Linked DNA regions of Mus musculus: regions 2, 3, 4, 5, 6 and 7 are each linked to region 1. Evidence: chromatin contacts called from public Hi-C, HiCAR-type, HiChIP or PLAC-seq and promoter capture Hi-C data. All regions are on one chromosome and are shown on one strand. The core of a region is the stretch at or near the end of the contact, and the rest is flanking DNA. Distances in the headings are between cores, read along the strand shown.

Region 1 (2,874 bases), core at 101-2,600:
CTCTGCTACAGTCCGAGTTAAATCTTTACCTTGTAAAGAAAGGCAAAAAGGCGGCTGGAAGCCTAGCTTCAACTCAGGCGGAAGTTCCATCGCCGCCAAGAAGGGGCATCGGGAAAAGTTTTTCACCTCTAAACTCCTCCACTTCCGGCCTCAGCAACGCCCAAAGGACTGAAAACCCTTAGGACAGCCAGGCCTTCCCAGCCATCCCTCCACTTCGGGGACCAAAGGCCTAAAGCGTGTGCCGCCATGGGGTCGGCGAGGCGGCTGCGGGCGGGAAAGAGCGGAAAGTCCTGGAAACGTCACCGCTAGCTCGCGCCGCGTGCACGGGAGGGTTGGAGACACCAGGGGCAGGGGTTCCCCCAACTGGAAGCGGGAACCCCACAGCCGTGGCCTCGGGGCGACGCACAAAACGGACCCCGGGCTGGGCCTGCGCGCATGCGCACCGCTACGCGGTCCCAGGGCCCGGGAAGGGACGTGAACCCAGAGCTACCCCAGCGACCTGGTCCACGGGCTCGCGCGTGCGCGCCGGGCCCCGGCCCGGGTGGGTTGGCGCTGCGCCCTGCCCCCGCAGCGGCTGCGCACCGGGCCGGGCGCAGGGTGAGGCCTCCGCCTGGCCTTCGCCCCCGGGACTCGCCCGCCCACCCGCGCCTGCCGCCCACACGCAGGCTTACCTCCGCGCCGCGCGTCCTTTCCGCTCCCCGGCAGCGGGGACTGCTCGCCCGGGGCCAAGAACAGCAGACACTTGGCGCCTCCCCCTGAAGCGGCCCGGCCTGGCGGGCTGAGCTCGAGTTCAGCCGTGCGGGGAGGAGGGGGCCGCGGGAGCGAGAAGAGAAACCAGAGGAGGAGGAGAGAGTTCAAGGGAGCGAGGGAAGGGGAAGGGGACAAAGAGAAGGGAGGGGGCTGCGCGCTGCGCCCCGCCTCCCTCCTCGGCCGGGATCGGCGACCCTGGCCTCTCTGGGGACCCTGTGCTGGACCCCGCTTTCTAGCTTAGTGCCCCGATTTCGGGGAAGCTGTGTCTCTCTGGTTTTAGGTCTTACATTCAAAGGCGCTGGTTTTCCTGCTTGCTGCGAAATAAGAGGCTAATTGCATTCTGTGCGCGCTAGTCCAGTCTTAGCAACTCCATCCAGGAGGCCCACCTCATTGTCTCTTGTTTGAGGGCCCAGAGAGCTGTCCGACTTTAAAATGAAGGAAATCCTGTCACCTGGGACGATCTGGAATGAACCTGGAGGATGTTAAGCAAAGTAGACATACAGCACAAATACTTACGGATCTCATTAAGGAGCACTGAAAAAGTCAAGTCGCACCAACAGAAAGTAGAGAGGTGGTTACTGGGACTAGGGAGAAGGGAGCCTGTGGGGCTAGTGATCAAATTTCAGTTAGGAGGAGCAAGCTCAGAAAGAAGGCTGCTATGCTACATAGTGGCTACAGTTATGAGCAGTGTGCACTAGAAAGTCCTAAGAGAAGAGATAATGTTATGGCTTTGAAACAGGGGCTCTGTATTAGCCCAAGTTAGCCTCAAACATCGTAGCCTCCATCCCTCCTCCTCTTGCTTGATCTTTGCCCTCACATTATATACATACATTAAAACATTGTGCTATATATAATAAATATATACACATATATATGTATGTGTTTATATATATATATATATACACACACATCAGTTTAGGGGAAGACAATGGAGATTTGGGTAATTTGCCTTGGGCCATATGATTAGAGATGACTCAAATCCATCTCTTCATTCCACAGGGCTTCTTTTACCTCTTGACCATGTGGTTTCTTTCCAAATGACTTTAAAAAGTGGGTCAGATAATGAAGGCCTTAGCAGTGTAACTGCAAGCTGGGTCACAGGATCCACAAAGGGCTTTTTGGAAGAGGCGGGCTTGATCCCCTCTTTGTCTTGAGCAAGTTCACGGTTCCTGAGGCTGAAAGTTCAGCTTAGGCTAAACAACAGTCTGTGAACTTATTATAACAATGGGCTGGGCTTAAAGAGAAAAGAAAATGAAGTTAGGACTAGATGTGGAAGGCCAGAAAAAAGTGTGAGGTTGGTGTGTCACGTAATAATTTATGGGCCCAAAATCTTTGCCTTTAAAATAGAGCATTTTACTGTTTAATATCTCACAAAGCATGTTGATAAAACCTGACAAAGATGACATATTGTTTTAATCCTAAATAAAATGTCATCAAATAGGATCCAACAACAAATACCATGATCAATGCAGGGATTGTTTCAGTGGTATAAATATGTTACAATGTAAGAAAGTTAGTCTTATAAGTAAGTCAAAGAAGTAGGCATGTTTTGGTTAGCCATTTAAAGTGATAGAGAATTCAACAGTCCTTTTGTTCAAAGTAAGTGGCTATATTCACTCAATAATAAACCTCTTAAGAGTATATCTAAGCCCGGGGTGGTGGCACACGCACGCCTTTAATCTCAGCACTCGGGAGGCAGAGGCAGGTGGATTTCTGAGTTCGAGGCCAGCCTGGTCTACAAAGTGAGCTCCAGGACAGCCAGGGCTACACAGAGAAACCCTGTCTCAAAAATCCAAAACGAAGAAACAAACAAAACGAACAAACAAGAGTATATCTAAGAAGTACAGGGATACAGTTGCTGCATCCCCATGGTACCCTGGATGGCATATGATGACGATGGACCAAGAGACCTGAAATTGAAGCAGTTGCTTTAGGTGACGCAATTATACACACAAAAAGTATTTTGAGACCAAATGGCTAAAACTGACATTGAACTCTTCGTACCAACCAATCCCTCAGATACGGTTGTAGGCATGCACCATCATAGATAACCCCGTTTCATTTTTTGATGAGTTCAATTCAGAGGCGTTTATGGATGTCTGTCCTAGAAGGCAGAGTTGTCAC
Region 2 (2,874 bases), core at 248-2,747, 3.0 Mb after region 1:
CTTTTCTATAGGATGGAGTTTAGAAACCTCTCTGACAGGACTCCGTGCCATTCCCAACGGAAGACCTTTATACCAGCATTGGTGGTTAAGAAGCCACGAGCAAAAAATCTTTCTGTATGACCTCTTGGTGTACCTGGTGACCTTGGGAAGAAGTCCCTCACATTTTGGCTTACTGCTGCTTCTCTGCACTGCCAAGAAAAGCTATTGGTGCTTGCTCCTCTTCAAGGTGAAGGCCAAATCCATCTCTAAGCATCGAAGCAAGGAGCCCTGGATCCCCAAGAGGTTCCTGAGTGCAGTTCCAGCACTCTTCCAGGGCTCTTCCTCCTCATCAGAAATCTCTGGGCTTAGGCAATGTGAATTGACTTATTTATCAGGTGCTCATAGAGCATGTTTAGTATGGGAGTGTGTCAGCATGTTGCAGATGTAAGTTTATGCAATCTTTGTTGGACTTCCGTCTGCCCCATCTGATGGAATCATTCGTCCAAAGGGTTGGTGTTTGGGGTGTCACTGGAAGGATGGCACCGATCTTCATTCCACAATGAACAGTTACTAATGTGGACTTCTAATGTCTTCCTCATACCTGAGACGGCAGCCCTAGGACCAAGAACAACATTGCCTTGGGTACCTTTGTAGTGAGTCACGGCTCTGGAGTACAGCCCCTGAAGGCTGAATGAGGGATGGGGGGAAGGTCAAGAACATTGAGAGGAACAACACATAACTTGCAAGGTCAACTCTAAGATGCTGTGTTCTATCCTGGAGTTTAACCATAGCGAAGTCTCTTAATTTCTGAGCCACAGCTTCCTACTTGGGACCATGATACCCACCTTACCTACCTCATAAGCTTGTTAGGAGGATGAAGTAACATTAAACATTCTCAATGTGTGCTGTGACTGTTAAATGACCTGGGAAGGGTGTGATGCTGGAGGCAAACAGGAGTGGGGAGATGGGAGGCCAGAAGTTAAAGGAAGGTGTGTGTGTGTTCACTGTTAATAGTTGTGAAAATAGCCACATTTCTGGCAAGATTTTGGATAGAGCCACTTCATTAAGATCGTGTACGTTTCATATTTGAGAGTCTGGGTATAGATTTCGGATATGCTTACCCCTTGCTGATGGTGCAGTCAAGAAAAGGACAGGAATAGGGATGGGGGTGGGGTGGGGTGGTCATTGGCTTTAGTCAGAAGACTATCCCCTGGAAATGGACCCCCAGTAGGCACGCTCCTCCTCTAGCCAATGGAGGCCCTGCTTCTTTTGTTGCTGTAGTCTTGGGGGTTAGTAGAGCACAGCAGGGTGTGTAAGTGGTAGTCCCCTTCCTTGTGTTTGTGGGAGTGGGTCCAGTTCCAGTCATTTTGAGACCTGGAACCAATGGTTCGAGCTTACTTTTCTGATGGGACACTTGAGAGAGGACACCACCGAGCTCGGCTTCCGAAGGCATTATCGGATCTGGGAAGGCGCACTTCCGTTCCACAGTTGGAGCGGGATGGCAGGCTGGTGTGGGGGAAGGGAGAGGTCGATGGAGAAGAGGGAGGTACCATATCCGGGAGAGTGGCAGCTTCCGACCAGTGGTCTCTCTTCCGGAGAGGCGTTTCCGGTGGTGGTGGCAGCGGCGGCTGCGGTGGTTCCGGGTGTCTTTGTCCCCCTGGTGTCGTGGCCCTGGCCCGCAGGTGGGTTGGGGGCCTCCTGCTGCGCCCCCGCCTCTCCGTCTCTCTCGGGTGGCGAGGCTGCGGGGTCCGAACGGCGAAGATGCGCCAGTCGCGGAAAGAGCCGAGCCCCTCTGGACTGCAAGCTCCGTCGCCCTGGCAACGGCCTCGGCCCTGGGGGCGGGCGGGAGGAGGAGAAACCTCGCGCCGTGAACCTCCCACGGTGGCTTCTCGGTGGCCCGGCCCGGAAAGCTCTGCGCAGGCGGCTGCGGAGGCCGGAGCCTAGGGTCGGGACCTAGGAGGAGGGAGCGGCGTGCAGGCCGCTTGGCGAGGGCCGGCTGGACAGCTCCCTTCCCACCAGCGGGTCCTAAAGACGCCTGGCGGGCTTCCGGGGAGAGGGCCCGCATCACCAACCCGCTACTCGCACCTTTTATTTTTATTTTTTGCCCCGGCCCTGCGTGGAGTGTTCTGGCGGATGTTTTTGAATGAATGAATGTCACCGGAGCTCTTCCAGCCCCTCACTCCTCCAGCTTCTCTAAGGGGTGCCAGTGACATAGTGAAAGGAGTGCTAAGTTGTTGGGAGACCTGGGTGTGAGTCCCACTCTGTCACTACCTGGTTTTGTGGCCTTGGGCAAGTCTCCGGATCTCAAAGCTCCAGTTTCCTTGTCTGTAAACCAGCATGTCACTAGCACCCACCACTAGGTTATTGTGAGAACAAACTGGAGTAACGTTACTACCAATTTCATCTCCTCTACATCCTCTCCATTCTTCCATTTTAGGACCCACCTCTTCACCTTAAAAGCTTTACTTAAGATTTTCTATCCCCCCTCCCCCTCCCCAATAGATGGAAGTTTTCCATTGGAGCTGCTAACTTCTTTCTGTTTTGATTGAAGGTTTCCCCCCAAGACCTTGAAAGGACAGTATTCCAAATGTCCCAGTTTAAGCGGCAGAGGATCAACCCACTTCCAGGGGGACGCAACTTCTCAGGTGCTTAACTCCTTACTGGTTACACTCAGAACATGCTCGAGACTCAGTTTCAAAAACTATGGCTCTTGGGTGTTTTTCTGAATGTCTGAGTAGCTGATTGGAGCCACCTAGACCTCTGGGTTTATAAGATCCTCTGGCTATCTTCTAGTGCTTCGGGTAGTAGGTGCAATTCCTGGAGATTGCTTCTCTGTCCCCATAGGCGCAGCTTCAACATCTCTTTTGGGCCCTCCCCCTGGTCTACTTACTCCTC
Region 3 (2,874 bases), core at 211-2,710, 2.9 Mb after region 1:
TCCCTTAGAGTTCCTTCACTTTGCAGTGACTAACCCCCTCCCCCCCCCCAAAAAAAAACCTCAGACTTCCAGATAGACCAGTGTGTAAGAGGGCCCTTGGAGCCCCAAAGTGGGTCATTTCACTTCCCTCCCTTGCTTGCCCCTGTTCTCATGAGTGATTGGCATAGGTGGGCCCATTGATAGAGCTTAGTTGGCAGTACTGCCAGACCTGGAATCAGGAGATGGCCCCAGGGATGAAACAGAGTCGAGATCTGTGCTAGTATATCTATGGTGACTTGGCTTCAGCTCCTCACTGCTGGGTTGGTTACGGACTCTAGAAGAGTCCGTGTGTTCTTGGCTACTCCCTTCTGATCTGTAGAAAGAGAACACTCTTCTAAGAGCACAAACCAAAAAGGACATGAAAGCCTACCTCAAGAATGTACTGAAGTTTGTCCTAGGGAAGGAACTAGCCGGTGCCTTTCTACCGAACAGGAAGGTCAGGCCTGCAGCAGAGATGTCAGTGTCTCATCCAAATGCTAGACTGTCCTGGACACTAATTGTGATTGAGACTAATTGGTAGTCACTTGACTAATGGTACTTTGAGTTGGTGGCGGAGGACAAGAGGACTATGGGGCTGAGGGGTGGGGGAATGTGCATAGGACAGAATTGGCTGCCTGGGGCTGGGTGGGGCTCCTGGTGACTGGGATCAGATAGCTAGAAAAAACAGAGCAGTTACGTAACTGTGTTTACATGGGCTCAGGTGGCTGTGGCAACCATGGCAGTCCTTGACCCAAGGCCATGCTGGAGGGGTGCAGGCAGCCGACTACTAGGGAAGGAGGTCCCTCTTGAGCAGAAGGGTGTGCAGGAGACAGAGCATGGCATACTGACCAGGGCTGCACTATCTGGGACAATGTTACCTGGCTCTAATGTGCCACTGGAAGCTACTCAGGGTGAGGCAGGCAGGCAGCAGCCAGCTACAGCTAGGGGGAGGGGTCAGGAAACCAGACACCTGGCTCTCTAAGTCCAGTCTCTGAATTCTTGCTACATTTTTCTCCCTAATCTTCTTAAAAGAGGAAGAATTCTCCCTAAATCTGGGCAGAAAAGAGGGCAGGAGATTATTTAAGTTTCCTTGGACTTACCTGCCCTGCGGTCCTAGCGCCTCGTGCCTCCGTGTTTTGTAAAGCCATCCGAATACTTGTGAACACAGTGAGCTCCAACCTGAGAGGTGGCGAGCCAGCCCCGGCCTGACTGACAAAGCAGAGCTGCAGCAGTTCAGCCCTCCATTGCCACCCTCCCCGTTCCTCCCAACCTACATCCTCCAAGACTGTTTACTAGACTCCCCATCCCCATAGAGATGGGACTGGTAGCCAGTCCTCAGCTCCCTTGCCCACACTGTGCCTTCTCTTGTGAGAAACAGGAAGTTGGGACCTTCGGCAGCTCAGCGGCACCCTCTACATTAAATATTTATCTTGGAGTCCAGGTCAGAGCCTTAGAGCCTAAGAAGTTCACTGCTGGTGAAGGGGGATGGCCAGGATTCTTGGAGTGGGAAGATCTTCAGCTTCGTCTTTGAACAACAAAGAAGACAATGAAAGTGATGTAGCCCTTCTTAGTCCCAAGGACCCTAACAGGTGGGAAAACTTTAAAGAGGGACATGGGTAGTACTTTTAATCCCCTGGGGGAGGGGGAGGCTGCTTCCCTGGAATGGGTGGATAATCAAGTGGCAGAGAGGCTGTGTACAGCTGCCTGACCTCAAAGAGGGTCTCAGAGCTCCTCCACTCCTCCATCTCTCTCCCTTCAGCTTTCCTACCTCCGCCCCTCCCACAAACACCGTGTACTGTGTAATACCTACATCCGTTAAAAACACCTCACGTATGCGAATCAGAGCCCTGTTAGCAGGTTTACATCTCTGGAAGCCTATGAAACTGCTTCCTGAAGACTCCCCACTCATGGGAGCTCTGGCACGCTCATCTCTTGAGCTGTCCTTGACCTAAGTTTCCCGGGAGGTGGGGGTGGGTTTTGTTTGCGGGCACCACAAACAGTTCTTCCCCCACAACTGGGAAAATGTGAAGCTAATAAGAGGTGAGCGTGCTAGGGGCTGTGATGTCCTGGGAAACACTAACTCCAGGTGGCTCAGGCACCAATTAAAAGGCAGTAGGTGTCATTTACCATACTCAGCAGTGGACCAGAAACCGTTTTTTTTACCGGTTGATTTGTTGGGGACTTGGGTTCGCAGTGAATCCTAGGCTAGGAGTACTCCAGGGTTTCCATTGTCAGTAAACATTTGCCCTGGCACCTACCAGCAGAAGACTGGACGAGGAGGGGAGGAGGGAGGGCCAGAGAGAATGGGGAGCCAGTGGGCGGTGTCCTTCAGATCTGCGTCAGCAGTCAGCACTGTAGGAACAGCGGAAAAGCAGGATCAAAACAAATACGGTGAATGGGAACACCAAGACCCTCTTAACCTCATCCCCGCCCAAAGGGCCCCACCCTTATCCTCTTCAATGCTGTGGCACGTCCAGGGAGCCGGTCGATTCCCTCCCCCAAACTTTGCACGTGTGTGTGAGCATCCTCACGTTTGCCAGTACACGAGTGTTTGCAAACGCCTGGTCAGTGCGCTTAGGTCTAACAAGCATGAACTCTCTCTCCCCAAGCGGGTGTTGCCTTGTTCCTGGGCCACCGTGACTTATCTCGGTCCCAGCCTGTCTGCCTCCGGGCCTGTCTCCTGCCTCTCCAAGGCCGAGGGCTGCGTATCTAATTCCGGCCCCACCCGGGCTCTGGCACTCAGGGACCATTCGGTTAATCACTCCTGCCCTGTGTCCTGGCTCTTGTGGAGCAGCTCGCTTCCCACACCCTGGAAATGTCGCTGGAAACTCTGAGTGGCCCCCGCCAGCCCTCCCG
Region 4 (2,874 bases), core at 98-2,597, 2.7 Mb after region 1:
TACGCATAGATGTGCCCCCCCTCCACCTTGCACATTCTAAGAATGCCCCAGTATTTCCCCTTCGAGAGCTGTCGCCTTCATGCCAACCTGCCCGTGCTCACATCTATACATACCCACATGCATGTGTCCCTCATTGTCACAAGCCATATTTGAGGAAACGAGGAAGCCACGGGCACCAACACATATGCATGCCACTTCCCACAAGAGGACAGGCAACCCACATGGCTGCCTGTGCACACATGTATATCTGAGCGCCCGTCAATCCTTGCCTGGATTCTGGCATTGCCTTTTGTAGGTTCCAAGACACAGACTTTGAAAACATGTTTGCTCCTTGGCCACACTGGGTCAGCCTGATTCTTCACAGGCCAACAGGTTTGCACACCTACTCAAGTCTACCCACAGCCAGAGGTCTGTGCCACACTTCCCACCTACCCACCTCCTACTGCTTCAAAGTTGCCCCTCCCCACATAGAAACAGCCTGGTTGCTACAGTACTCCCTCAACATGTACTCCCACCCACATGACAAGTGACATGTCCACCCCCTAAAAATACTGGCTCTTGGGGCCCCTGCCACATATACCCACAGGCTACTCGGATAAATGCTGCCCCCGCACACATGTACCTCACGCGGAAAAATGTTCTGAAACATGCTACAAGCCGGTCAGAAACCCTAAAGGAATCTAACTGCGTAGAGACAGACCTATCTACGCAAGCTAGCCTCCAGCCTCCTCCCAACCATGCAGACACGTTGTACACACCGGGCCCCCTTCCCCAAGCCCATTTCAAAAAGCTACTGGCATGCCAGAGGGAAGGCTCCCCCACCCGGCTGAACCTTTTGGCTTTGCCGACTGCGCAGAATGGTCACGGGGTAACTAACTGTGTCGCCCCGGAGACCAGATCCAGCTGTTAAGCTCTTTGCCAAGGACTTAGGGGAAAGGGGACAAGGTCGCCAGGCCTGGCAACCCAGGTGGACAGCCAGGACAGTGGCGAGACCCTGGTGGCCGCAGCTCTTAACCTCCCAGAATAGGCAGGATGGTTTGGGGGGGAGAAGCGCACTTACCTGGCTTCAGCCGGCCCTGCAGAGGGATACTTGGAAGAGAAGGAAGGGAGAGACTCTGTGTAGATAGATGATGATCTCTCCAGGCAGGGGACAGCAGCCTGACGCCTGGGGTCACAGGCAGCGGGGCTCGCTCGCTCCTCTCTGGGCTACTGGGAAGTCGGCTTCCATGCCCCACAGGCAGCGCCTGTCTGGCTCTGCAGCTATAGCTACTGCTCCCGGCAAGAAAACGGCGGCGTTGCTGGGAACCCAGCGAGTAAGCGCGCAAGAAGAGAGGCAAGAGCGAAATCAAAGCAGCGTGGAGGAGAGAGAGGCAGAGAAATCGAGAAGGAACAGGAGAGCCAGACCGAATCTGGCTCCACCAATGGGATCAGTGGCTGCTCAGCGTCAGGTGATAACAAGCAAGCTTGGTCCCTGCTCGCCCAGGCTTGTGGGAGGGGGAAAGGGCAGAGGGTCCCCTGGGAGCTATACAGATGTCCTTGGAGGCAGCAGCTGTAGCTTCTGCCACCTTTCCCCCATTCTTCCAGGGCAAGATGCCTCCTGAAGTCCGTTCAACACACCTCCTACTTGGAATTCAGCCCCCAAACTTTAAGGTGCTCAGAGAGGGGTGGAGCTTAACCCACGGGCTCAGGAGGCTGGGTAAGGGAAGGGTCTCAAAAGAAGTGTCAGAGCTGGGGTTGGTGGGACCTTATCCTCAGTCTAGGTGTCTCCTGGGAGACCTTCACTGATGCACCGCACAATTTTCTTACCAACTCTTATCAAGAGAAACCAGCCCAGCAGCTTTAGAGACTCTGGAGTGTCCAAGGAGAATCTTCTAGCAGCTTAAGAGTCCCTAAGTAAAGGAGTGGGAGAGAGGCGTTGTAAAATAGGGAGGGATGCACAGAGGCAAGAATGTGGAGGGTGGAAGGATACACAGAGCTTTGAGTGTTCTCATCCCAACCACCCTCCAGGCTCAGGCCAGCAAAGCCCTGAGATTGCAGTCAGAAAGGACCATCAGCCGGAGGCTTGTCTACAACCTAGAACTGAGGGCGGTTGGAGTCCCCTCCCCCCCCCCCCCAAAAAAAAAAAAAACTCAAGGGAATTTGATGGAAGCAACAGTGACCAAGAGACAATACAATGATAAAAAGGACAGTTTTTGTAATCTGATGGAGATAGGAACAATTTCATCTCTATAGTTTTCCAGCTAGGTGACCTCGGTCAGCGACTGTCTCATTTGTGAAGTGGGCTGATAATACAAGTTTATTGTTATCGTGGAATGAGATCATTATGTAAATCACTTAGCTCTGGGCTTGGCACCTGAGAAATGTCAGGCAAGTAGTAAGAGTTGCTATCTTTCTCATGGTGACAGTCTCTGCCCCTGCAAAGAGTCTGCAGACTTCTAAGGAGTAGGAGAGACATTTGGAGGATACACGGAAGAAAATAAGGAGCCTCTGGTTGACCCCTCTGTACCTACTGATACAACCAAGGACCACAAATATGTTTTAGGGGCTGGGGAGATGGCTCAGAAGAACACTTGCAAAGAACTCAAGTTCTAGTCCCAGCTCAGAACCATCTTTAACTCCAGCTCAAGGGCATCCCATTGTCCCTTTCTGGTCCCTGCTGACACTGTACCCATGTGGTGCTGTTGTATAACAGTTTCCTCCAGGATTGAAACATTCCATCCTGCAGGGAAGCTCCTTAAGCAGGAAGGTAACCAACTCAAAATAGATTCAGGAAGTCCCTGAAACTGACCAGAATCACTGCGCCCCCTTGACCAGAATCACTCTCTCTACCAGAGTAAGCAATAATAGCCTGAGACTCCCTCTCAGAGGAGCAAG
Region 5 (2,874 bases), core at 165-2,664, 2.6 Mb before region 1:
CCAATGCCTAAATTACAAACTTTATTAAGATTCTATATTTTATTCTATAGTCTCATCACAATTATCCTTTCTTCTGTTCCAGGAATCAGTCCAAGATACCACATTGCAATGAGAAGTCATTATTCAGTAGTCTCCACTATGTAAGAGCTCCTTGGTCACTCCTTGCTCTTTAGTAGTTTGATACTCTTTTAAACATTGGCTTTTGGGGGCTGGAGAGATGGCTCAGAGGTTAAGAGCACTGACTGCTCTTGCAGAGGTCCTGAGTTCATTCCCAGCAACCACACAGTGGGTCATAACCATCTGTAATGGGATCTGATGCCTTCTTCTAGTGTACCTCAAGACAGCTACAGTATACTCACATACATAAAATAAATAAATCTTAAAAAAAAACATTGGCTTTTTATTTTAAAAATTTATTTATGTGTGTGTTTGCATGTGCCACATGTATGTTAGTACCCAGAGAGGCCAGAAGAGGAGGTTGGATCTCCTGGAACTGAAGTTTCAGGTGGTAATGTGCTGCATATTGTGGGGGCTGGGAACTGAACTGGAGTCTTCTGAAAGATCAGCAAGTTCCCTTAGCCCCGAGCCATCTCTCTACCCTGACCTTTTTGAAGAATGTTGTTCAGTGTTTTGTGATTTTCTTCATTTTTCTACATTTTTCCTTTTTAATTCTTGGTAAGGAAGAAGGTTGTCTCTTTTTCACCTTTTTGCCCAATTTTTTTTTATATTCGTATATACTCAATTTATATACTTACAAAGTATATTTATTCAATTATTTAGGTTTGATCTAATATAATTTGTTTAGGTGTTCAAATGTGTATCATGATTTAAATGGCAGAATAATTTTTGCAGTTTCATGTTTGGATAGACAGTTATTGATCCAGTTCTTCAATGTTGGACATTTAGGTCCCCCCCCCCCCCAGTTTTTTGATATTATTAATGAGGCCTGATATGTTTGTCTTTGAATTTGTGTTTCCACAAACTAGTTTTCTAACAGGGAAGTTGTAAGTTTGAAAACTTGGTGCTCTTGGTTGCTATGTCAACATGGAAAGCATCCATAACCCATCTGACAGGAGAGAAGATCTTTGGAGTTCATTAATTCTCCTAATCCGTTGGATGACTTACAACTTGTTAAAAAGAAAACCAAAAACAAATCTGAAGAACACATTATCATAAAGTTATTGATGTTGAAGAAGCTTCCGGTAGGGGCAAGCTTATTTCCGCCCATTCTTGTCTCCTACCCTCTGGCTTGAGGTACACCTCAACCGGAACTGTTTGGCCTCCGTCGAAAGCCACGTCTGTTTTGGCCTCGGTCCCGCCCCCACGCCGGGGAAGCGTTTCCGGGGTCAGGGCGCTCGGGCCCGCCCCGCCGCGGCTGCGGCGCTGGAAGTCCCGGTCCTCCCGGAAGTTCCCGGCTCTGCCTGTCGGGCTCCGGTTCTGCGCCGCGGAGGGGCCCAGGGCTGCGGAGATGGCGGAGGCGGCGCTGCTGCTGCCGCCCGAGGCGGCGGCCGAGCGGGACGCCCGCGAGAAGCTGTCTCTCTGGGATGGGAGACCCGACTCGATGGCGCCGCTGACAGACAGGCAGACGGACTCGGTGCTGGAGCTCAAGGCGGCCGTGGAGAACCTGCCGGTGCCCGCCGAGGTGAGGCGAGGGCGTGGGCTGCGCCCGGCCTCCTGCCCCGTGCGGGGATCTGGCCGGTCCTCTGAGCCACCGTGGCGGGTTCGGCGGGAGGGGCCCGTGTGTGCCCTGCTGTCAGCAGCCTCACTCTGCCCGCGACCCAGGGTGGCCCTGCCAGGGTGCGTGGCCGTCCACGCGAGGGCGTAGCCCTCCCCCAGCGGCGTGGGACGGTTGGCCCGAGCCTTGCTCCGGGCTTCTTGCTCCTGGTGTCCCCGTGTCAGAGTAGCCCTGCCTCCCAGGAGCCTGTCCAGCTAGTCTGTGTTAACTGCATCCTGGAGGCATCAGGCTTGCTTCTTTCCCGGGGGAACAGGGACACTTAGAGGGGATCAGAACTGGCCCCGAGAAACAATTTCATTTATCACACCCCAAGCTGTGAACTCCTGGTTTTGGGTTATGGAAGATAAGATTTATTAAACCTACAGCAAAGCAATAAATTAAAAAGTTATTTTTACAAGTTGACTCGGTTATTAAGTAGCGCTTTGGGTTTTAGCGTCAACGTTTTCCCAGTTACCAGTGGGACAGTATGCATGTTACTGTTGGTGTGATTCAGTGCAGTTATACTGGTCAGAGTACTTTTATTTTTTGGATTGTTTATGTGTTTCACACGCTCTTCTAGTTTCGAGGCCGAATTTTGGGTTATTTTATTATCAGTGGTGGTTAGTTTTGATGTTGGAAACCATTTCTGTACGATTCGTAATCCTGTCCAAATGCAGATTGAATTTGGCTTCTTCACCTCTGCCCTCACACTTTAGAGGTGTGACTAGACGCGTTCTCTGCACCTTTGTGTGCTGTGCCGTAAAAATACGTGTTCTTAGGTGTGTTTCTCTGCCCACCTCCAGGATGCCATACAGGAAATAGACCTAAGTAAACGAGGGAGCAAGTGGAAAGTTCTTTGATCTGGCTATGTTTTATGTTCTGGATTATAAGTGGGTGTGGTGTGGTGTGGGGTGTGTGTGTGTGTGTGTGTGTGTGTGTGTGTTTTGCTGGGGACTAGACTGAGGATTTTGCCATTGCTGGGTAAGTGCCATACTAGAGATTTACAGAAACAGGCTTATGTGTGTTCCCAGTCTGTTTATAATTTTTGTGCCCCATTATCGAAGCTGGTGTCACGTTTATTGAGTATGGAGAGGGTTGAAAGTAAAAGGCATCTTACTGGTTTACACGGTCCTTCCGTATTGATGCAGTTGTACTTACCA
Region 6 (2,874 bases), core at 176-2,675, 2.6 Mb after region 1:
CATCTGCATTTTCAAACCCTCCCTCCACCTACTCTCACCCAGGTTCAGCATCTGTCAGGTTCTACCACGTTCCCCCCAACCCCCTCTTCCACAAAGCTATCCATACAAGAACTGCAACAACGGCAGATGGGAGAAGGCTCCATCCTGGATCTCTGAGAAGGCAGCATTCACCAGCGTCCTGCAGGGAACACAGGAGCCAAGACTGTGTAAGTGTCTGAAGGACCTGTACTGTGGACAGAGGTGGACAGGGCAGTGGCTTCTGTGTTCAGCAGCCCTAGCCCCCACCTGCAGCTACCCTTTCTTCCCCAAAACTCAATGTCCTCCATTCTTCTCCCCCTGCTGCCTCCAGAAGCGACAGTGGCCCGAGGCTCACCTTCCCTCTCAGCCAAGAGCAGGTTCCATTACCAGCATCAGCACCATTACCCAACACCCACAATGTCTTGGTGCTGCTGAGAGATGGGGCAGCAAGAAGGGGGACCTCACAGTCTCTCTAGCCCCACAGGCAAAGGGGTGGGAGTCATGGGCCAGTTGCTGCAAGTGAGGCTGGCCCAGCTGTGTGCACAATAGCAGACCCAGTGGCAGGAGTCTGGTCCATGCCAAGGTACCACGAGGGCAAGCATACTTGTCACCCCTCCCCCTGCTGCTATTAGTCCTGCTTTCTGTCCTTGGTGTGACCTCACAGGGTGGGGCCAGCATGCTCTTGTAGACACTCCCTCCAACCCACACACAGTAGGTCTCATTGCGCTGCTGATGGTGATGATTCATCCTTGGCCATGAATTCTGGTTTACCCAAGCTATGGCTGCTGTACAGATTGCAGCGCTCCCTGCAGACTGGGGCCTGGAGTCTCCAGTTCTGAGGATACCTGGGAGTGCTCCTGGTCCATATCCTCTCAAAAGAGGAGCAGGGTTTCTCTCTTCCAGAGCTTTCTGTGCCTTCTTTCCTTTCCCCACCCCCAAGGCTAGGTAGACACTCACAGGGAGATGACCTCTGAAGGCAGGTTCTTGGGCACCGACTTAGAGTCCACGCAGAAGGCGGTGTCCCTGGTGCAGGAGCAGCTGGGTGGGCAGGGGGGCGTCTTAGGAGGTCTCTTGGCACTGACTTGCAGCATTAGGCAAAAACCCAGCGTGGACAACACCAGTAGCCTGCGCCCAGGGCCCCGCCTGGCTCGTAGCCCGGCCATGACTCCTGCAGGGTCTCCCCCCACACCAGCCTGCCGGCGCCCCGCTGCTCCCTGCAGGCTGTTCTGCCCCTCTCGAGAGCTTCCACCTCCGGGCTGCCGCAACTCTGGTGCCACCCGCTCTCTAGGCGCCACCTATTCCTCCTGACCTCGGGCGCTGATTGCAGTCCTTTCAGCTCCGGAGCGCTGCGCGGAACTGGGACCGCAACTACTGGCTGCCGGGGCTGGTGGACGCGGACTGCGGCGCAGGCGGCGGGGGCGCGCGTGGGGGCGGAGCGGGGAGGCCCAGGCCCGGCGCCCGCGGGAGAGCAGCCAAAGGATGGAGTGGTTGCACCCGTCCGCAGCGTGCCCTACCAGGCCACCAGGCTCTGTGTCTGATCTCCAGAGTTGTGTGTGCAGAGAATGCATTTGTATAAGAATTGTGTCTATGCAGGGTGCACATGGATCTGTGGACCTACGGTGCACCTGTGTGTGTGTCTTGGTTGTGAGGGGGCGTAGAACTAAGGGGTATGTCGCAAGTGACTCATGTACATCCAGGTTGGCATGAGAGATTGGGAGCTTGGGGGTGCGAGCTTGTTTGCATCAGCTGAGGAACACAGCGTGCTTTTGTGCCTGTGAGCTGAAAAGGGAAAGGGTAACCGCCGGAGTGGGAAGTGTGGACCGTTTCACACTGCACGGCCACAGTTGGAGTTGGAAGAGCCTTGGGGGTGCTCCAGCTCAGGTCTTTGTTTCATCAATAAGGAAACTGAGGCTACAAGAAAGCAAAAAGCTGCCAAACTCCCTATCTCTACTGTGTACTTGGCACGGTTAATTGGCTGGCCCTTTGGAGGGAAGGGACATTAATTTCCATCTACAGATAAGGAAAGTGTAGCCCTAGGCCCAGAAGCTCAACTTCAAGTTCACAGCAATCTTTCTACACCAGTGCTCTTCAAAGGGTAACTCTAGAGTCCAAAGCTCCTTGAGAGCCTTCCACGGAGTCCCCGAGGTCAACATACTTTACCTAAGAAGGACATTATTTGTCTATTGCACTTCCATGTTGCCACAAAAAGTACTCTGGAATTTTCCAGAGCTACATGGAGAGTGTTTGATGAAATCTCAGACTAAAGAGATTTGAAAAAAAAAAAGAATTATAACAGCAACATTTCTTCCTACAGCTATTTTTGTTTAAAAAGGCAAAGGCGTGTGGGTTGGCAAGATGGCACAGCAGGTTGCCCCCCCTCCCCCCCGAGCCTGAGGACCTGAGTTCAGCCCCTAGGACCCAAATAGCGGAAGGAGAGAACTAAGTGGCAGAAGTTATTCTCTGATCTCCACATGCATGCTGAGGCACCACCATACCTAAGCAAACAAACAAAAAACAAACAAACAAATCAATAATTAAATAAATAAATGGATGCAGTGGTTTTTGTTAAAGATATAGAAGTCTGGGAATATAGTTTAGGGGTAGTGCACACAAGGACCTGGGTTTGAGTTACAAAGTAGCAACGAATGTCATTTTACGGTTGGGGGTCAGCACCTCACAGGGAACTGTATTAAAGGCTCACAGCATTAGGAAGGGTGAGAACCACTGTTCTAGAGTGCCTGAATACAGGCACACACCACCATCACTGGCTGACTCACATGCCTTCTTTTGTGTTTGAGACAAGGTCTCAAGTATTCCAGGCTAGCCCTAAACTTACATAGCTGAGGATAACCTTGA
Region 7 (2,874 bases), core at 179-2,678, 2.6 Mb after region 1:
ACTCCAGAGAGAGAGAGACCCCCAAAAGCTCTTAGCCCGTAGTAGGTCAATGGCCATAAGCAGAAGCCCACAGTATGGCTGGCTATGGATGAGGGACCGTGAGAAATGTCACTAGGTGGGGGATACCTGTTGGTCGAGCGAGGAACACAAAGCGGATCCAGGAGGCGCCCCTCTCCTCCACGGACAGCAGTGTCACTGGCTCACAGAGCAGCCCTGCCTCCTCCTTCACCTCCCGCTGCATGGCCTCCACGATGGTTTCTCCTGGTTCCATTCTTCCTGCAGGGAGGTACCATGTCCCCCGGCATTCCCTCTTGGCCTCCTGTATCATCAACACCTCATCCTGGGAGGGAGGGAAGTGAGACAATCTTCACTCCTACCCAGCCAGTCTGGGGGCTTCAGAAGAGTAGCCCCTACCTGGATGGCAGCCCAAAGCTCCCTTCTTGGTAGACAGACACCTTTAGGATGCTGGATCCTCAGGAGTCAGGCCCTGATATGGCTGAAAGCAGTGGCTGTCTCCGCTTTGCTGTAACTCAAACCCAGAGGGACTTCTGTTGTAGAAAGGGGCTGAGGACCTTGGGCGTTGCTCTAGGAGGCTTCCTCCTGAAGGTTGCCACCACTCCTATACTGACTCATTTATGCCACTGTCTTGCTCTTGTTCCCATGGGACTTACAAACCGCCTGTGTCAAGTCCTCAATCTAGGGTCTGAGGCTTTGAAACTTAGCTCCACCCCTATACCAACCTACCCCTTCTTGGCCAGGATTTTATAACGCTGACTTGTGCAGAAGTGATCACTAAAAAGAACTCTCACAGGATCGGAGGCCTGCATGTAAGCTCCCCATTACTCTCCCGAGGCGCCGGGAGAGTCTAGACTCCTGGAAAGGAAGGGGGCATATTACAGGCCTCTCCTGGTGGGGGGCGAGGTCTAGTGGATGAGATAAACCGCCCCGGGACCTCGGCTTCTCCTTCCATATTATAGAGTCTACAGAAGGACGATCTCAGCTCAGCTGCTAGTGTTGAGAGTGCTTTGCAACATTGGGAAGCGCCACATACAGGCAGCGGCCGTTGGCTCGCCTGTTCAGATCAGGGCAGGCGGCACGCTCCCGAGACCAGCCGAAGGCCAGCGGCCGGTCGGACGCTCACCTGCTCGTTGAGGAACACGGCCAGCACCACGTAGCAGACATTCTTCCGCAGCCGCACGGGAAACAGCGGCTTCCCAGCCGGCTCCGAGTCACAGCTCTGCACCAGCAACCCCTTTCCCCCCAGCACGGTGGCAAGCGCCCCTGCCAGGCCCTCCGTGGCCATCAAGTCTCCGGGGAGGTGGCAAGCCGGGACCTGCCAGACCCCCGGAGGCAAGCGGCCGGGACCTGAGCTGCGGTGGGCCGCGGCGCCCTCGCCCCCTCCCCTGACTTGAGGGCCAAGACTAACACGGAACCTCCGGGAGAGACCTGGTCGCTGATAGGCTGCGCGTCACTGCGGCCTGCCCGGATTGGCCAGCTCGCAGCGGTTATCGGGAGGGCGGGGCGCCGGGATCCTCCCTCTGCCCCCTCCTCTCCTGGGTTTCAGCCTCACTTCACACTCTCCCTAGCGATTAGCTAATTCACCCAGCACGCACTTGTCCGCGCGGGTTCCGACGGTGATGTCATCCTGCCTGTAGGGTGATGAACACCACTGTGACCAGGGTCGATGGCGTCACTCGTCCGATGACATTACGGAAGCCCAGACTCCGCCGTTCGCTCCCACTGTCCAGCTTTTATCATAAACGAACCACAGAAGTGCTCACGACGAATAGGCCCCAAATAACTTTCTGACTTCGTTAAAATGCTCTGAATGTGGTATGGCTCAGGCACATAACGTTGCGTTAGAAATTCTGATCTGTCTAGGTCGATGGACACAGGGCATTTTAAGAGTCCGAGGCTAAAGGATTGGTTTGGGGGTGGGGTGGGGGATGGGGAACGTGATTGACAAGCCTCAGAGGAGGGATGGGACAGGTGGTCAAGGTGGGACAAGGCTGGGGATGAGAAGAAGCTAAGGGGGGGGGGGATGAATGAAAGGGAGATTGAAGTCAGCACTGTAGCCTGCATCCGATCCTGTGCCCAATGCTTTTCCCAGGCTTCTGAAACAGACTCCATCTTTAGAGGGCAGGGGTGGTGCCCTCCTACCCAGCGTCCAGGGCCTGGTCATGAGGAACAGGGTGTGGGTTGTTTTGGCCAGCTCCTGCTTCTCTCCCAGCCTGACCTTTCTTCCTCTGAGCTTCTTTAACCTCCACTCAGGACAGGAAGGCAGGGCCAGCTGAGAGGAATCCACAAAGCAGGCCAAGTCTGGGCTCCTCACCCCATCCCAGACTTCCCTTTCCTCCCCCACTGCTGGCTCTGTGTACCTCCTTTGGGGGACAGTGGCTTGATGGTACTGACAAAGCTCTGGAGTTTAAAAGCCAGACATCCAGCCTCTGCTGACTGACGTGCTCTGTGCCCTGGGTGGCCTCAATGTCCTCATCTGTACAGTAGGTCTGTAACAGCCCTCCTTTTCCATACTTGTTGAGAAGCCAAGAGAGCTTGGGAGAAGCCATGCACTATCTGAACACCGTCACCAGGCAGCCCACCTGTTCTCCAGGTAGGGTCTCAAAGCCATAGTCCATAGAGCACACCTGCACATACAAGAACACACACACCGTGAAACTGGGGAGTATAGCTCAGCGGTAGAGTATTTACCTAGCATACACAAGGCCCTGAGTTCAATTCCCAGCACCACAAAACCACATCTGTGCTCTGTAGACTTGACTGGCAGGCGATCTCAGCCCTCCGGGACTGGTCTCAGCCTTTCTTCTCCCCGATGCTGATGCAAACTCCCTGAAGAGGAAATCTACGTGAGGTTGG

The links. Promoter capture Hi-C pulls out the DNA fragments that hold promoters and counts their contacts. Hi-C and Micro-C count contacts between places; a contact is called where the count stands out from the background. HiCAR-type assays count read pairs that join an accessible place to other places. HiChIP or PLAC-seq counts read pairs in DNA pulled down with a chosen protein or histone mark.
Region 2: a contact with region 1 is called in a promoter capture Hi-C map of pre-B cells, with 4 times the contacts expected there. The contact joins the promoter of Ccar2 here to the promoter of Rcbtb2 in region 1. A contact is called at or near these places in 3 of 39 promoter capture datasets (liver, pre-B cells and stem cell-derived epiblast-like cells).
Region 3: a contact with region 1 is called in a promoter capture Hi-C map of cranial neural crest. The contact joins the promoter of Sorbs3 here to the promoter of Rcbtb2 in region 1. A contact is called at or near these places in 2 of 39 promoter capture datasets (cranial neural crest and liver).
Region 4: a contact with region 1 is called in an H3K27ac HiChIP or PLAC-seq map of large pre-B cells, with 5 times the contacts expected there. The contact joins the promoter of Phyhip here to the promoter of Rcbtb2 in region 1. A contact is called at or near these places in 2 of 39 promoter capture datasets (pre-B cells and stem cell-derived epiblast-like cells) and 1 of 115 datasets of contacts at active chromatin or transcription factors (large pre-B cells).
Region 5: a contact with region 1 is called in a promoter capture Hi-C map of the 3T3-L1 cell line, with 7 times the contacts expected there. The contact joins the promoter of Cog3 here to the promoter of Rcbtb2 in region 1. A contact is called at or near these places in 2 of 39 promoter capture datasets (the 3T3-L1 cell line and liver).
Region 6: a contact with region 1 is called in a HiCAR-type map of astrocytes, with 6 times the contacts expected there. The contact joins the promoter of Lgi3 here to the promoter of Rcbtb2 in region 1. A contact is called at or near these places in 4 of 39 promoter capture datasets (hippocampal neurons, liver and pre-B cells) and 2 of 115 datasets of contacts at active chromatin or transcription factors (astrocytes and large pre-B cells).
Region 7: a contact with region 1 is called in a Hi-C map of B cells, with 7 read pairs. The contact joins the promoter of Nudt18 here to the promoter of Rcbtb2 in region 1. A contact is called at or near these places in 2 of 39 promoter capture datasets (hippocampal neurons and maxillary cranial neural crest), 1 of 484 Hi-C or Micro-C datasets (B cells), 2 of 115 datasets of contacts at active chromatin or transcription factors (astrocytes and large pre-B cells) and 1 of 9 other capture datasets (adipose tissue).

What each region holds. Positions count from the first base shown.
Region 1 is chr14:73,140,986-73,143,859 of GRCm38.p6, reverse strand. It overlaps Rcbtb2 (regulator of chromosome condensation (RCC1) and BTB (POZ) domain containing protein 2), which reads right to left and starts at 1,350. Exons shown (of 15, transcript NM_001170694.1): 1 at 1,267-1,350.
Region 2 is chr14:70,152,414-70,155,287 of GRCm38.p6, reverse strand. Ccar2 (cell cycle activator and apoptosis regulator 2) reads left to right here and starts at 1,497. Exons shown (of 21, transcript NM_146055.3): 1 at 1,497-1,661; 2 at 2,531-2,624; 3 at 2,824-2,874. The coding sequence starts at 2,567. It overlaps 9930012K11Rik (RIKEN cDNA 9930012K11 gene), which reads left to right. Exons shown (of 7, transcript NM_001112735.1): 7 at 12-883. The coding sequence ends at 120.
Region 3 is chr14:70,206,257-70,209,130 of GRCm38.p6, reverse strand. Sorbs3 (sorbin and SH3 domain containing 3) reads left to right here and starts at 1,460. Exons shown (of 21, transcript NM_011366.3): 1 at 1,460-1,607. The coding sequence starts at 1,504. It overlaps Gm26908 (a long non-coding RNA gene), which reads right to left. Exons shown (of 5, transcript XR_874791.3): 2 at 2,277-2,874; 3 at 1,119-1,543; 4 at 209-352.
Region 4 is chr14:70,455,990-70,458,863 of GRCm38.p6, reverse strand. It overlaps Phyhip (phytanoyl-CoA hydroxylase interacting protein), which reads right to left and starts at 1,347. Exons shown (of 5, transcript NM_145981.3): 1 at 1,061-1,347.
Region 5 is chr14:75,753,033-75,755,906 of GRCm38.p6, reverse strand. Cog3 (component of oligomeric golgi complex 3) reads left to right here and starts at 1,414. Exons shown (of 23, transcript NM_177381.3): 1 at 1,414-1,642. The coding sequence starts at 1,469.
Region 6 is chr14:70,529,372-70,532,245 of GRCm38.p6, reverse strand. Lgi3 (leucine-rich repeat LGI family, member 3) reads right to left here and starts at 1,425. Exons shown (of 8, transcript NM_145219.4): 1 at 976-1,425; 2 at 107-178. The coding sequence starts at 1,181.
Region 7 is chr14:70,576,378-70,579,251 of GRCm38.p6, reverse strand. Nudt18 (nudix (nucleoside diphosphate linked moiety X)-type motif 18) reads right to left here and starts at 1,428. Exons shown (of 3, transcript NM_153136.5): 1 at 1,142-1,428; 2 at 127-340. The coding sequence starts at 1,303.